Linked DNA regions of Sus scrofa: region 1 is linked to region 2. A link is a contact called in public Hi-C data. All regions are on one chromosome and are shown on one strand. Each heading gives the region's core, a stretch centred on a gene start, on an enhancer-like site or on the middle of the called end of the contact. The rest is flanking DNA. Distances are from core to core; before and after follow the strand shown. Region 1 holds the start of DENND2D (DENN domain-containing protein 2D). Region 2 holds the start of WDR77 (methylosome protein 50).

Evidence for each region. A called contact is a pair of places that touch in the nucleus more often than the background predicts.
Region 1: a contact with region 2 is called in a Hi-C map of liver, with 5 times the contacts expected there. The contact joins the promoter of DENND2D here to the promoter of WDR77 in region 2. A contact is called at or near these places in 1 of 5 promoter capture datasets (liver), 1 of 47 Hi-C or Micro-C datasets (liver) and 1 of 2 datasets of contacts at active chromatin or transcription factors (alveolar macrophages).

Annotation. Positions count from the first base shown.
Region 1 is chr4:109,119,050-109,126,093 of Sscrofa11.1, forward strand. DENND2D (DENN domain-containing protein 2D) reads left to right here and starts at 2,827. Exons shown (of 12, transcript XM_005663560.3): 1 at 2,827-3,082. The coding sequence starts at 3,025.
Region 2 is chr4:108,901,568-108,908,633 of Sscrofa11.1, forward strand. It overlaps WDR77 (methylosome protein 50), which reads left to right and starts at 5,625. Exons shown (of 10, transcript XM_003355245.4): 1 at 5,625-5,952; 2 at 6,203-6,388. The coding sequence starts at 5,838. ATP5F1 (ATP synthase F(0) complex subunit B1, mitochondrial) reads right to left here and starts at 6,059. Exons shown (of 7, transcript XM_003355244.5): 1 at 5,437-6,059; 2 at 5,125-5,161; 3 at 3,264-3,409; 4 at 834-997; 5 at 86-211. The coding sequence starts at 5,476.

The DNA of each region.
Region 1 (7,044 bases), core at 1,577-4,076, 210 kb after region 2:
CTGGTCAATGTTCAAGTTGGGCGAAATGCACAGGGAGGGGCAATGGTTGTCTTGAGACAAACACGCATACTGTAGAAGGAGAAATTAATGGTTTGGATTCCTACTGCCGACTCTGATGATAAGCAACCACCAGAATTGGTCTGTGGAACATGGAAACACTTCTTAAGCATTTCCCAGAAATATCCGGGAGCAGGAGCCTGGTGATAGCACTTCTGTGATAAAAAGAGATGGAGTTGAGACCACAGGGATGTGGGCATCAAGGGATATATGAAGTTTGGACATTTGGATTACAAGCCTATTCCTTCTAGTTGTCACAGCCACCCAGGTGATTTTGTTCTTTTAGGAGTGTGAGGCACAGGAAATGCCCAACCCCAGGCTGCAGGGCAGGTAAGCAGCAGCCTGGGGCCAAGTCCATGCACCAAGGTCATTCTCGTGTGCCAGGGTGCCTTCCCTAAACAGAACTTACCTGTGTGCTTCTTTCGAGATCTTCCAGAAAAGAAGCCTGCCTCATTTTTTTCTCTCCACTGCCACACTCTGGGAGACAGGCAGAGGGACAGAGTGGGAGACAGCAAAGACAGGAAGAAAAGGGGGAAAAAAATTTTTGGCAGAAACGGAGGGCTCTTATTTTACCCTTTAACTTCCCACTTCCTTATCTACAGTTTACCCAGCTATACCCATTTCCTCCAAATAAAGCTCTTTCCCCCTTTAAAGCCAGTCTTCTGCCAAAGCCCCTAACTCCCTCTTTCTCCCATTCTCTCAGATCTTGTTCCACCTGCCACGCTCTTGTCTTCTACATCATGGCCCTCCTCGTGCCTGCTCCTATGCCCTCTATGCCCATAAATATGTGCTTATCCTTCCCATCTTAACCCACCACTTTAAACTCAAATCTCCCTCTAACTGTGGACCAATTAACTTTTTCCTATCCTCACCCACATTCCTCAAAAGTGTAGATTTATATTTGTTAACTCCACTTCCGTACAACCCAATCATTTCTTAATTCATTCTCAACTAGCTCAGGCCTCCATTTATGTCATCCTAACATCCCGATGAATGGTTTTTTAAAAAAACTTTTTAAAGTTTCACATACATATAAGGAGATGTACAGTGCAAAGAATGATCATGTAGTGAAGACACCTCTGTAACTGCCACCAGGTTAGGAAATAGGACATTGCTGGCAGGCCAGAAGCCCTGTGATGGTCTCCCAAGCATCACTTCCTCCTTCTTCCCTAAACAGCATCATCCTGACTTCTCATTCCATGTTAGTTTTGCTTGTTTTTAACTTTATGTAAATGGCAACTTACGTTGTGTCCTCTTTTGTGTCTGGCTGTTTGGCGCAACCTTATGTTTGTATGATGTAGCCATGCCATGCACGCATGCAGCTGCAGTTTATTCATTCTCACTGCTGTATAGCATTTCATCATAAGAATATGCTGCAGCTCAAGCATGCCTCTGTTTACGGACATTCGAAATTATTTCCAGTTTGAGGCTATTTCGAATAAGATTTGACACGAACATTTTGGCACCCATCTCTTCATCTGTTTTTAAAAGAAGGAAGTAGTTTGGTTGGGACCCCCATAAAACAGGTTGAGAAAATTAAGGCACAATTATGTTCAACCAAGTATGTTCAAAATTAAGGCGCAATGATGTTCAACCAATTGGACAAGTTTATAATGAACAACTGCTATCGTTGTACAGAGATGCATAAGACACTAATGCAGCCAAAAGAAGATACGCAGGGAAAAGATGTGCCCTTGTGTGGGAAGTCAGAGAGAATAGGGAACAGAAACAGACTGTGTAATTAAATACGAAATTGCATAGGCCCAGAGTGGAGGCAACTTTTAGAACCTCTGGCCTAAGACTAGACAGTTTAATACCAGGGCTGGATTCCTCACTCCTGCTCATCCATCCTCTGGGACAGGAGAGTCACCTGGAAGCCACACAAGGGAGAAGAAGGGGGCTGTAGGTCTAGCGGTCATGTCTATAGATTCCAAACATATTTCCGCTGTAATGTCCTCTTCCCTGCACCTCTCACACCTGAAACTGAGGCTAAAATCTCTGCGAATGGAGACATTTCAAATGGACTCTGCACTCTCTCTACCCTTCCACTCTACACAGGCGGTCCCGGGAGGGACAGGGGAGCCAAGGCAGATCCTCAAGGATCAAGTGGGGCTTATCAAATGCCTGACCCTGAAGCTTGGAATCTGGGCAGCTATGGAAGCCAATGAAAATGGGAAGGGCAGAGGAAGCCCTGAAAGGCTGTTTGGGGATGTGGATAACTGCAACAATTTGTCGTCATTATTGTCACCAACCCTCGCATTTGCATCACACAAGAGTTTACCAAGAGCTTTCTGAACAAGCTAGATGGAAGACAGGGTCAAGACCCTACTGCCAGCTCCAGTCTCTCCTCAAGCACCCACGCGGATCCCGCCGGTTCCCCGGGAAATGGAATAGGGAAAAGGGCAACGCAGGGACGGGTGCCCCATGGGGGAGAAGCATAAATCCGACAAGAGACCTAGAAATGGCCCGAGGCTAAAGCAGTTGCAGGGGGAGAGATGGAGGGGTTGGAAAGGTGTGCCGACTCTGAAAACCTTGTCCCTTTCTGGGAGAAGTCCCGGAGCCACCTGGAAGGTGCAGGGGTGCCCACCGGACGGGCACTCCCCTGCTTGCTGCGGAGACAGAGGGTGACTTCGTGGCGACCCCGCGCGTTTGGGGACCTCAGGGCTCGGAAAGCCAAGCTTCCCGGGGCGCCCCAAGGAGGGTGGGAGCGAGGTGGCACCGCCCCTCCCGGACGCGCGTCGAGCGCCCTCTGTCACCCCGCGCCGCCCTGCCCGGGGCCCAGGGAAGAGCGGGCCCGCCCAGGTGCGCCGGGGGTTGGGCCGGAGTCCGGAAGGTGCGCTGCCCCGCCCCGGGCCTGTCCCCTCGTCCTCCCCCCGCGTGAAAGTGAAAGTGTCCAGTGCGGAGGTCGCGCACTGGGGGGCGGGGCCGGTGCCGACCTGGGAGCGGGCTCCGGGCACTCCAGGGGCCATGGATGGGCTCGGCCGCCGCCTCCGAGCCAGCCTGCGACTGAAGCGCGGCCATGGGGGTTAGTGCCGGGCCGGGGCGCGCCGGGGCGAGGGTGCGGGGGCAGCGGGGAGCCCGCGGTGGGGGTTGGGGGGCAGGACAGGAGGTGACGGGGACCGGGGGCCAGGGAGGGGGGGGCCCGGAGGGCCGCGATCCTGAAGCAGTCGGAAGGGCACGGGGAAGGTGGGGAGGGCAGGGCAGGGATCAGGTGAGCTGGAGAGAGAGGGTGCAGGTAGAGGTGGAAACCGGCTGGTGGGGACCGGGTGGAGGTCCGAGGAGAAGCCACGCCAGCGGGGCTGAGGGGAAGGCTGCTGGCAGAAGGAAACGGTTGTGGGGCCCCGGGGCCACGTGTCTTCCAGCCAGGAAGCCTGTGGGGCAACCGCAGCGTGCCTGCAGCGCCCCTGCCGCGGCTCCCTCCGGGAGACCCCGCCTCGGCCCCCAGCCGCCCGGCGCCCCGCCCCGCCTCGCCGCCCCGCGACTCCTCTGGTGGCAGCCGCGACCCTGCCCCCCGGAGAGCCGCCCGCCGCAAAGCTGGTCTTCCCCGACGACGTTACCCTCCACCCCCACCCAAGGGCGGCGAGGATCCCTGGCGAGTGTGGCCTCGGGCAGAGCTGCGACACCTCCTGCTCAGCCGCTTCCTCCGCGTGCGAATCAGACACGTCAAGCTTCCCGATCCCTTGAGTTCCCCATCGTCGAAGCCAGAGCGATGCCTCCCTTCCAGGATTGTGGGGGTTAGAAGTCAGTATTCATTTTCTTCTCAGCAAGGACGCCGGGCTTGGGAAGGCAGGGCATTAGGAATTCATTTGTTGTTGTTGTTGTTTTTTTCATTCATTCAAACATTTGTTGCTGCGGCCACAACCCTGAGATACTTTGCCCAGAGGTCCCACCTTCTGAGAGGAAGGAGCAGGTGTCCTTCCCAGAAATCCATCCCTTCTGACACTGGCAGTCAAAAGGTTGCGCGGGAGACCCCCTGCACCCACTCCGCCCAGAGCTGTGGAGACCTAGAGGGGAGATCCCTGCTCCTCCTGCCCCTACCCCTGCCCTGCCCCCCTTCTCCCTGGAAGCCTGGTGTCCAGGCTACTGTTATCGATCTGGTTGTTCCACGTGTAGCAAGGCAGAGAGGTCAGAGACCATGGGTGGGGACAGAGGCCTGGGTGTATGCAGTGCCAGGAGCAGGTGCAGGATGGAGCTGGAGGCTCCCTTCTCTGGATGTCCCTGGCCTGGTCTTTTTTTGGTTTTCCTCAACCCTCAGAAGCCTGTGTGAAGGGAAGAAGTCAGTTCTCTCAGCCCAGAGGAGACATTCGGTTGTTCCACCCATGTGGTCCCAAAACAGGGCTGATGCTTGTGCCTGGGGGGAGCTTCCTGGACATGGAGGAACTGTAAGACATACAGCCAGGGTTCCCTGTTTCAGGTACCTGTCTGAGGTGCCTGAGGTCTGGTACCCGTCCCGCCAGGAGAGTGCACCTGTTCATCTTCCATACTGACCTCTCTCTTCCTAAGGAGTTCCCCCTCCCTCCTTTGCTCTTTTGGCCCCAAGGCAATTACGTGGTAGGTGTGTGTGCATGTGTGTGTGTGTGTGTGTGTGTGTGTGTACACATAGGTGCAGATGTGACTCAACCTGGTAGGGAGGAGGGGCAGTGCTGGTGGTCCCGGGTTGAGAGCAGCTGAGCCAGAAGAAGAAGGGCCAGCTTTCCAGATCAAAGTTACAGAAAGTCCCCTCACCTATATTCTAGCTGGTTCTGGGACTTTTCATCAGAGGGCTGTGGGAGGAGCTTCCTGGTGGAGAAACTAGTGTAACCAGACTCCTGACTTCCCTAGAAAGGGTGGCTCCCTCCTCAACTGAAAACTCAGGATAAAAATTCCTTTCTAGGGCACTGGAGATTAAAGAGATGACCTATATTAAACGTGCGTTTGATGGGTGTTTTCTGTTGATAATTCCCTTTGAAAGAGGAGAAGAAAGCTGTGCTTTTCTGGATTTCTTGAACCTCAGCCCCAACGTCCAGTAACTTCTTTTGTTTGAGTTTGTGAATTTTGCTGTTCTCTTGGCTCTCCTGATAAAGCCGGAAAAAATGGGCTGAAAGTGCAACCCAAAGGATTTAGGGAAAGGAATCATTTCCTGAGGTTCTGGAATAATCAGTGAAAATATTTTGGCTCTCAGAATTCCCATCGTGGCTTAGTGGTTAACAAACCTGAGCAGTATCCATGAGGACACGGGTTCGATCTCTGGCCCCGCTTGGTGGGTTAAGAATCTGGCGTTGCCCTGAGCTGTGGTGTAGGTTGCAGACACGGCTTGGATGCTAAGTTGCTGTGGCTGTGGTGTAGGCTGGCAGCTGCAGCTCCATATGCTGCGGGTGCAACCCAAAACAGACAAAAGACAAAAAAAAAAAAAAAAAAGATTGGTTCTCAAGTTCTTTGGCAAATTGGAGGCATCCCATGTTTGTAGGATGTTTGGTGTGTGCTGCATCCAGAAGGCAGGAGCCTTCACTTGAAACTCTCACAATTCCCACCCCAACCGATTCTATGGTAGTCCCCAAATAGTCCCTGAATCGCTCTGTGCGTAAGTTTCCCCATGTGTATCAGGAGATGCTTGTTCCTCAGACTAGTGGCGAGGATTGAGCAGCCAGTCTGTGCAGGTTGCCAGGCAGCTCTTGTGACAGATCTGAACGTTCCAGGTCACTGTTCTCACCATTACAGCATTCGTAACATCCTTATTTACTGTGATTGGCGTTCTCCCCAGGAGTCATGGCTGGGTCACTGAGTGCTGGCTTTTATGTCCACAGAAGCCAGGTCTGGAGCTGTTAAGAGCAAGCAGCCGCTGGCCCTATTTTGGCACCCCACTTTCTTCCAGAGGGCTACTAATTCTTTGCAAGAGTGGCAGACACTGGCACCCAATGCTTTTGCTTCCTGGTTCCTCTTAGGGCAGCCGTCTGGGAAAAGTCCTTCTCTCTTACCGCGTGCATTTACACACTCAAGGGTTTAAGTGAGACTCCCAGGCGATTTCTTGCTATTCTTTCCCTCTCCCCCAGCACCACTGGTGCCCCAGGGGTCAGCTGCTCTGCTCTTAGCTTGGCCAGAACTGCTGACCTAAGCAGGAGCGGGCTGGGATGGAGAGGGTGGGATGGAGATCACCCAGAGTGACCCTCAGGCTGCTGATGCAACCAGTCCCCTGCTATAGGCCGGGGAGAAAGTCCTGAGTCAGTGCTTCCCATGTGGGAGGAGGGTGTCTTTGCTGGAGCCCTGGAACAGGTCCCAGTGAGACATGTCTGCCTTGGGACATATTGCAGGGGTGAGAGATGTGCCATCATAGATGTCCTGAGATGGCAGGAGCTCTCCAGCCCAGAGATGGACTTTGCTATTTCATCCCGAGAAGGAGGTCATACTGATATCCAGGAATTCCTCTTGCTAGAACAATTTCTCCACTTCGATAATGAATGGGGCCAAGTCTATTGATTTGAATCAGGGGAGGCAGTGGCATCCTTGCTGTGAGGAGCCATGGGTCCTGTGCTCTTGCTTGCAGCCTTAAAGTTCTGGAAGTCCCAGGGTGCAGCAGGCAACCCGGCTGGGGTTATCTGCCGCTGTTGACCAAGTTAAGAAGCGAAAGGTCGGCAATCAATTATGGAGATAGAAGATCCCTTTCCTGGTGCTATCGAGGTCCAGTGCTCACAGTCTGATGTTATCAGGCATTCGTCATTGTCCTGAGTTGTAAATAAACCCATTGCACAACCTGCAGCCGGGAATTGACAGCCCGTAGCCCAGAAGTAGCTGGGCTTTTGGAGGTGTTTGCCTATGACCTTTTCTCTCACCACACCCTGGGGCTCTTGGGAGGAGCTGAGGTCTGAGCTGCAGTGCCAGGATGCTGCCTCTGTCAGTGCAGGCGTTCTGCTGCCTTCCTGGGTCCCGTCAGCCTTCTTGCTCAACCACTGGGTGCACAGGATGGAAACTGCTCTCCCCTGTCTGGAAGACCGCGCGTGGCTTGAGTTCATA
Region 2 (7,066 bases), core at 4,375-6,874:
ACGATTCCTCCTAAGATCTAATTTTTTTGTTTTAAATGCACACAAATGAGTAACTTTACCTGTCTTAGAAAGTTCTGAAACCTACCCTCTGGACATCAAAAAGGTAATGGCGCTTTTGAACCAGTGCCTGCTGTGATTTCTCCAGATCAATTGCATCCTGGATTTGTTTGATGGAAGCCTGTTTCACTTCTTCCAGTTGGGCAATTTTTTGCTGCAATTATGATATTTACAACAAAGGTCAGTGACAACACAAAGGGTAATAAAAACAGATTCATTTCATGCTTCCTCTAAGTTATATCCCTGTTTGTGAAAACACTCACACAGAGGGAGAACTGCACAAATCCTTAAAAAGAGTTGCCCCCAGGAGTTCCTGTTGTGGCACAGTGGAAACGAACCTGACTAGGAACCATGAGGTTGCGGGTTCAATCCCTGGCCTCGCTCAATGGGTTGCTGTGAGCTGTGGTGTAGGTCACAGATGCAGCTTGGATCCTGCATTGCTGTGGCTGTGGCACAGGACGGCAGCTATAGCTCTGATTTGACCCTTAGCCTGGGAACCTCCATAGCTGCAGGTGCGGCCCTAAAAAGCACACACAAAAAAAGCTATGTGATATCTTGCTGAATGAACAAAACTATGGAAAAACTGGAGAAAGTCTGGTAGATTTTTAAAAATTTATCTCAAATTACTAAATAACATTAAGACTTATAATTGAAATCATCATAATCAGATTAATTTCCATGGGCTCTGTCCCTATCATTCATATCAAAAGGATCACTTGATGGCTTTGATGCTTCTGGTGTAGTCTAAAATGGGAAATAAGGTTTATGGTTCTTACCTCATTGAGTTTATCAGCAAATGCCCCAATAGAGGCACCATATTTTTTAACTATATAGACAAGTACACCTATTGTTGATATGGCGGAGAAGGTCTCTGCAGTTATCACATATATCTCTTTGGAAAGTAAATATAAGATAAGCCCAGTTCCAAGCACATAGGGTCCTAAAAATAGAAAAAGTTATTACAATGAATATGATATGTCTAAAAGGGGAAGAGAGACACTTTTGCATGACTAGCTGAAGGCAGTTAATAATGATTTTAAATAATCAGATTCAAAGATGGAACACTGGATGAGAAGTAGTATGGTAGAGCTGAGAGAACAAGGATTTGGACTCATGGAAATCTAACTCTGCAACTTATAAGACACTGAGCAATCGAGAAAACCTTTGAGCTTAGTTTCCTTAACTGTAAAATGGGAACAGTACCTTCTTCATCAGGTTGATGAAATTGAGAAATAATGTATATAAAGTATCTAGTACAACTGCTCAAACAGGAAGTATTTTACAAGATGTCAGGTTACTTTCAAAAGTAATTTATGCGGAAAAATATACCATTTATTGAATCCACTCTTGCCTATTTACTGAATTGCAACCTGACGTTAGAAATAAGCAAACAGAAGTTCCTGTTGTGGCTTCGGGGTTAAGAAGCTGACATAGGGTCCATGAGGATGTGGGTTTAAGCCCTGGCCTCACTCAGTAGGTTAAGGATCCGGCATTGGCACAAGCTGCAGCACAGGTCACAGATGCAGCTCGTATCCAGTGTTGCTGTGACTGTGGTGCAGACCAGCAGCTGCAGCTGTGATGGACCCCTAGCCCAGGAACTTCCACATGCCACAGGTATGGCTGCAAAAAACAAAACCAAAACAAATACAACTATAGAATAGCAGGTATGTAAAAGAACTAAATAACAAGATTCAGATTTCCTATAGCACCTTACTGGAATGCTTCAAATATGGCTATTTTTTTTTTTTTTGAAACAAGCCATGAATTCTGAAAGGACACAAACCATGATGTACATTTCTTTAGGATTTTCCTCTGTGCCTCACAAGACACTAGGCAGGTTCAAAGCAGGTCTTTGGGGAAGCAGTTTATAGTGTCTCCGACCAATACAAAAGGATGGTAAAGGATGTTAGGATGTATTATGGGAATCACAGGGTTACAACCTCAAATATATCTTACCCAGAGTTTCCCAAAGTTTCAACAGTTTACTTTAAAAAAGTCTTCAATGTCTAAATCTTAAATGTGAATTTATAAAAAAGGTGAATCATGTGCAGCATTTTTATCACGTATGGAGATCTGAGGAAACTACTTTCTTGCAATTTCAGTTAGGGTAGATGCTAATATTTTAGGCTACTCCCTAGAGAGATTAAAAAACCCCAAACACGTGGTTTCCCACGTTCCACAGTCACGGCAGTATCTGGGTAGCAAGAGAGGCAGTGTGTGTAATACAGAGAACACTAAACTTAACTGGAGAACCTGTGTTCAAGTCCAACTCAGTCACTAAGGAGAGAATAAACCTCAGCAAATTCTTTGTTTTCTAGTTCTTCTCGGTAACAAAAATGTCTTCACAGAACTGTTATGTGCAGTAAATAAAATAAGTGAAAGCATACTGTATTATAAAAATGAAAGGTTTCAGCATGGTTTATGCCTTTTTAAAAGGAGTAAAACTGATCAATATGGCCCAGTCCTTTGTCATAATCACACATACAATTTAATAATCTCTACTGCCTTACCTTGCTTTATCATTTATCCATAGCTCTATCACTACCTGAAAGTGTATTACACACTTGCTCATTTTTTTTTTTATTATCTATCTTACAACAGAATGTATGTTCCATGATGGCAGGGGCTTTAGTTCACCACTGTAGGCCTAAGACAGTGCCTTGTATAAAGAAGGCGTTCAATAAATTTGTATCATGTAACAGAGACAATGTTACAAATCAATCTGGAAGACAAGTTAAAGCAACCAAATCAACTGTTACATTGAATCACTTGTACCCTATACTTTTATAAACAGCTGACTTGGAGTTCCCATCCTGGAGCAGCAGAAAGGAATCTGACTAGGAACTGTGAGGTTGCGGGTGCGATCCCTGGCCTAGCTCAGTGGGTTAAGAATCCGGTGTTGCCGTGAGCTGTGGTGTAGGGTGCAGACTCGGCTTGGATCCAGTGTCCCTATGGCTATGGTGTAGGCTGGCAGCTGTAGCTCCAATTAGACCCCTAGCCTGGGAAGCTCCATATGCCTCGGGTGCGGCCCTAAAAAAAAAAAAAGACAAAAGACCAAAAACAAAAAACGAAAACCAAAAACAAAACAAAAAAACCAGCTGACCTGATTTTTCTGGTATATGTGGAAAAAGTAAGAACCCAATAAAAGTCCAGGTTAACAAAAACCATACCATCCAAACATACTCAAACACTGGGCAAATGCTCACCTGTCACTCCAGTTTTAGGATAAAGGAACTGGAAGAATTCCTCAGGGATCAGCCCCAAACGAACTTTTCCTCCATGTTCAGGAAGAGGTGGTACAGGGGCAAGGCTTGGCTGCCCTGTGTGAAAGATCCTTGTTGCCTGCAGTACCCTATAGGTAGCAATTATACAAATTTAAAGCCTATTCTTTAACAAGAACACAACATATGAGCAATTGTAGATAGAAAGAATAGGGATGAGGGCTGAGGCAGTTTCCCTCTGGAAAGAGAACAGACTAAAACATTCTAGTGGGGGTCTGGAAAGTGTGAGTGTATAGACCTATGCACAATTTCAGGCAGCTGTTAGGTCCCATGAAGAAAAATGGAGGGAAGGGGCTAAGGAGAAATGGGGAAAGAGGGGAAAGGGTTTTTGGTAGATCAAGTGACATCTGAATCAGCGACCTGCAGAAAAGAGAGACGTACAAGAATCCTGAGGCAACAGTAACCTTGGCAGTTTTTTATAGGTATAACAAGAAGGCCAGTATGGCTGGAGAATGAGCTAAAAAGAGAAGAAGATAAATCAAGAGGTAGAATGGGGTCCATTCATGCTGAGTCCTCTGGGTTATGGTAAGTTTAGATTTTATTTCAAGTGTGATAGGCAGCTCTGGAGGGTTTTGCAGGGGGTGGGGGGGAGTTGGGTATGGGTGGTGTAAAGTGACATATCAGTATGGCTACTCCGAGAATGGGCTGTTCTGGGACAAGAATATAGATGTAAGGAGACTAGTTAGGAGGCAGTTGACATAGGTTACATGAAACATGATGGTGGTTCACACTCCAGGAGCAGTGGTAGTGAAAGTGGTCAGAGTCTGGATATAATCTGGAGGCAGAGAGCCTTTTTGATATATTAGACACGGAACGTGAAGAGAAGTCAAGGATGTTCCCTGCATCTTGTTATGTATTTATTAGCTGTATTACAATTGTTTACTTGACTATATGAAATCTTTCTTCCCTGAGAAGTTGGAAGCAGCCAGTTACAGCCTCACTTTATGGCATATACAAAAATTACAGAGCAGCGGAAGCCACTTTTTCAAGCCACAGGCTAGTTATCGAATTTTGCAAGATTTAGGACAAAGTTTGGAAGTGAAAAGAGAACTTCTGAAGAAAACTGACATGTTTTATGACATAATATCAATAACAGCTTCTAAGACTTACTAAGCACATACTAGGAACCAAGCACTGTTTTTAGTTTTGCAGGAATTAAGCCCCTTACTTCTAATAAATTTATAATGAACTATATCTCTACAATGCAAAGGGGTAAATTAAGGTCGCACAGCTTGTAAGTGGAGGAGCCAGGTGCACTGCTCTCTAGCTTTGGGGTCCTCACTGTTAACTACTGTACTATAGTTGCCTCCTCTGGGAGACTGTGTGTGAGCTCTGGTTATGTACATGGCAAGCTAAGTATTTACTCAACCAACGAATAATTTCTCTGATCTGACAACACAAGTTGGAATCTGGGAGACACACTGAAAACAACACACTTCATTGTTTTATTTAACAAAACTTGTTCTTGGGTATGCAGTCTAGTAACCTCGATTCGGGCCGCGGCAGCTCTGTCCAGCTGAAGGTCACAAGGGAGAGAGGCGGGGCTTAGGAGACACCAAAATCAGTTTCTAGTTTAGTTACCACAAATCACTTATCCTCTGTTATTAGGTAATACGACAGTGTTCCAGGCAGTTACAGGAGCACAAGTGTTTGAATGAGGCTTTAAGCCTTCTGAAATAAACTAAACAATGGTTACTACCGGCCGAAAACCAGAAGCAGATTACCCGAAAGTAAAATGCGATGATGAAATAAGAATGAAGGGGAGTATCACACCCCTCTCACTCACCCCGGACCGAGGAGGGCTGCGTTCTTCAGGGAGGGGGCTGCAAATACACAAAGGCGCAGGTCAGCAAGGTCAAGGTGAAATCTGGTTTGCCCCCTCCTCGTTCCCCGCGAAGCACAATCACTAAGGCCATGCGTCCCCTTCTCGTATCCTCTGAGACCCCACACTCACCTTCCGAGAGGCGTTACTCTCCATTCAGGCCCAAGTCTCGCAGCGCCTTTCTTCACCCACTTTCCTCCCACCCTTTTCAAGTAAGCCTAGACGCGCTGGTTTGCAATCACCCTGAGAGCCCGGACCAAGATCTGCAACTCTCACCTGCTGCGGCGGCGGCAGAAAGTACCACCCGGGACAGCATTGTCAACTGGCGTCCACAGAACGGTCTTGGCGTCCCAGTGACCCGGACAGGAGAACCTGTCGGGGGCAGAAGCAAGATGGAGGCTCGCAAGTATCGCGAGAAGAGAAGTCCTGCTCTCCTACATCAACTTCCGTTTGAATTTTTTTCTCGCGATAAGAGGTACAGCGCCCAGAGAGCCCTTTACAGGTGGGTGGCCACTGATAAGTGGAATGGAATCGTTGAAGCAGTTCTCGCGAGATGTAGAGAGGCGGTAGCCGGTCCAGAGGGGCGGAGGCCCAGAGGTGGACCACGTGGGGGCTGGTGGAGCTGAATCTCCGGCGGGCGTCCAGTTTAGGTCGAAGTTGGAGTTGGAACCGTGGAGATGCGGAAGGAGACCCCTCCCTCCCTAGTGCCCCCGGCGGCCCGGGAGTGGAACCTTCCCCCCAATGCGCCCGCGTGTATGGAGCGTCAGTTGGAGGCTGCGCGGTACCGGTCAGGTGAGCCTGGGTTCCGGGCCTGGGCGCTCCCTCACCCCAGCCCCGGGTACCCTTCCTGGGACTGAACTTTCCATCCCGCCTCCGCTCCGCATGCCATCCTGATCCCTGCCTCGCGTCGCTGAGCTCAGTCCCCAACTTGCCCCGCATTTCCGGGCTCTGATCCAGACCTGGCCCGCTGGCAGTTCTGGGCGGTCACCATGGAGACGAGCCCTTCCACTTCTCACACGCTGACAGATTGTACTTCCCTTAGATGGGGCGCTTCTGCTCGGGGCTTCCAGCCTGAGTGGCCGCTGCTGGGCTGGCTCCCTCTGGCTTTTCAAGGACCCTTGCGCCGCCCCCAACGAAGGCTTCTGCTCCGCTGGAGTCCAAACGGAGGCTGGAGTGGCTGACCTCACTTGGGTAGGGGACAGAGGTATCCTGGTGGCTTCTGATTCAGGTGAGTCACTTTCTCTTCAACCTTACAGGTGGAATGGAAGCTAGCGGTGTAGGTCAGGCTAGGGTCAGTTTTTAATGTCTGGTACTCAGTGCTTGGGGGAGCTTGAGGGTGTTGGCCCGGAAAGAGAACTCATGTATAAGTGGAAAACACCTGTCCCAAGATCCTAAATTGGTGAGCATTTCTAGCAAAATAGACAACAAAATTAAGAAGTGAATTGGAACCATGTTTATTCTTTGTAACCCCTCTGTATCACCCACTATCTGGCACCCCAAACCAAGGATAATCTTGATCCTAAAGATGATGCTGAGCCGATCTGTGCTGTCTCTTTCCGTTTCTTCCCATTTTCTTCTTAAATATCTTCATTTTGCTTTGCTTTGTTTTGCCTTGAATGTCAAACTCAGCAATGGAGGCTTTGATGTTAAAAAAAATCAGAATATGGGTGTTGGCAGATGTTGGCATGGAAGCATAAAAGCAGGACGTTGAAGATTGAGCCCCTGGCAGTTGAGCTTGAACACTACATATTCAGGACAACTGTTTGGGGGGTTTCTGTACTTGCCCAATCACTGTGTAACATATTTTTATGTTATTCACCAGCTTTTTTATGGCTCTGCGAGACATTTATTCAAACTGTTCAACAAATACTTATTAGTGTCCAAATAACTGGAAAGATTTAACCAT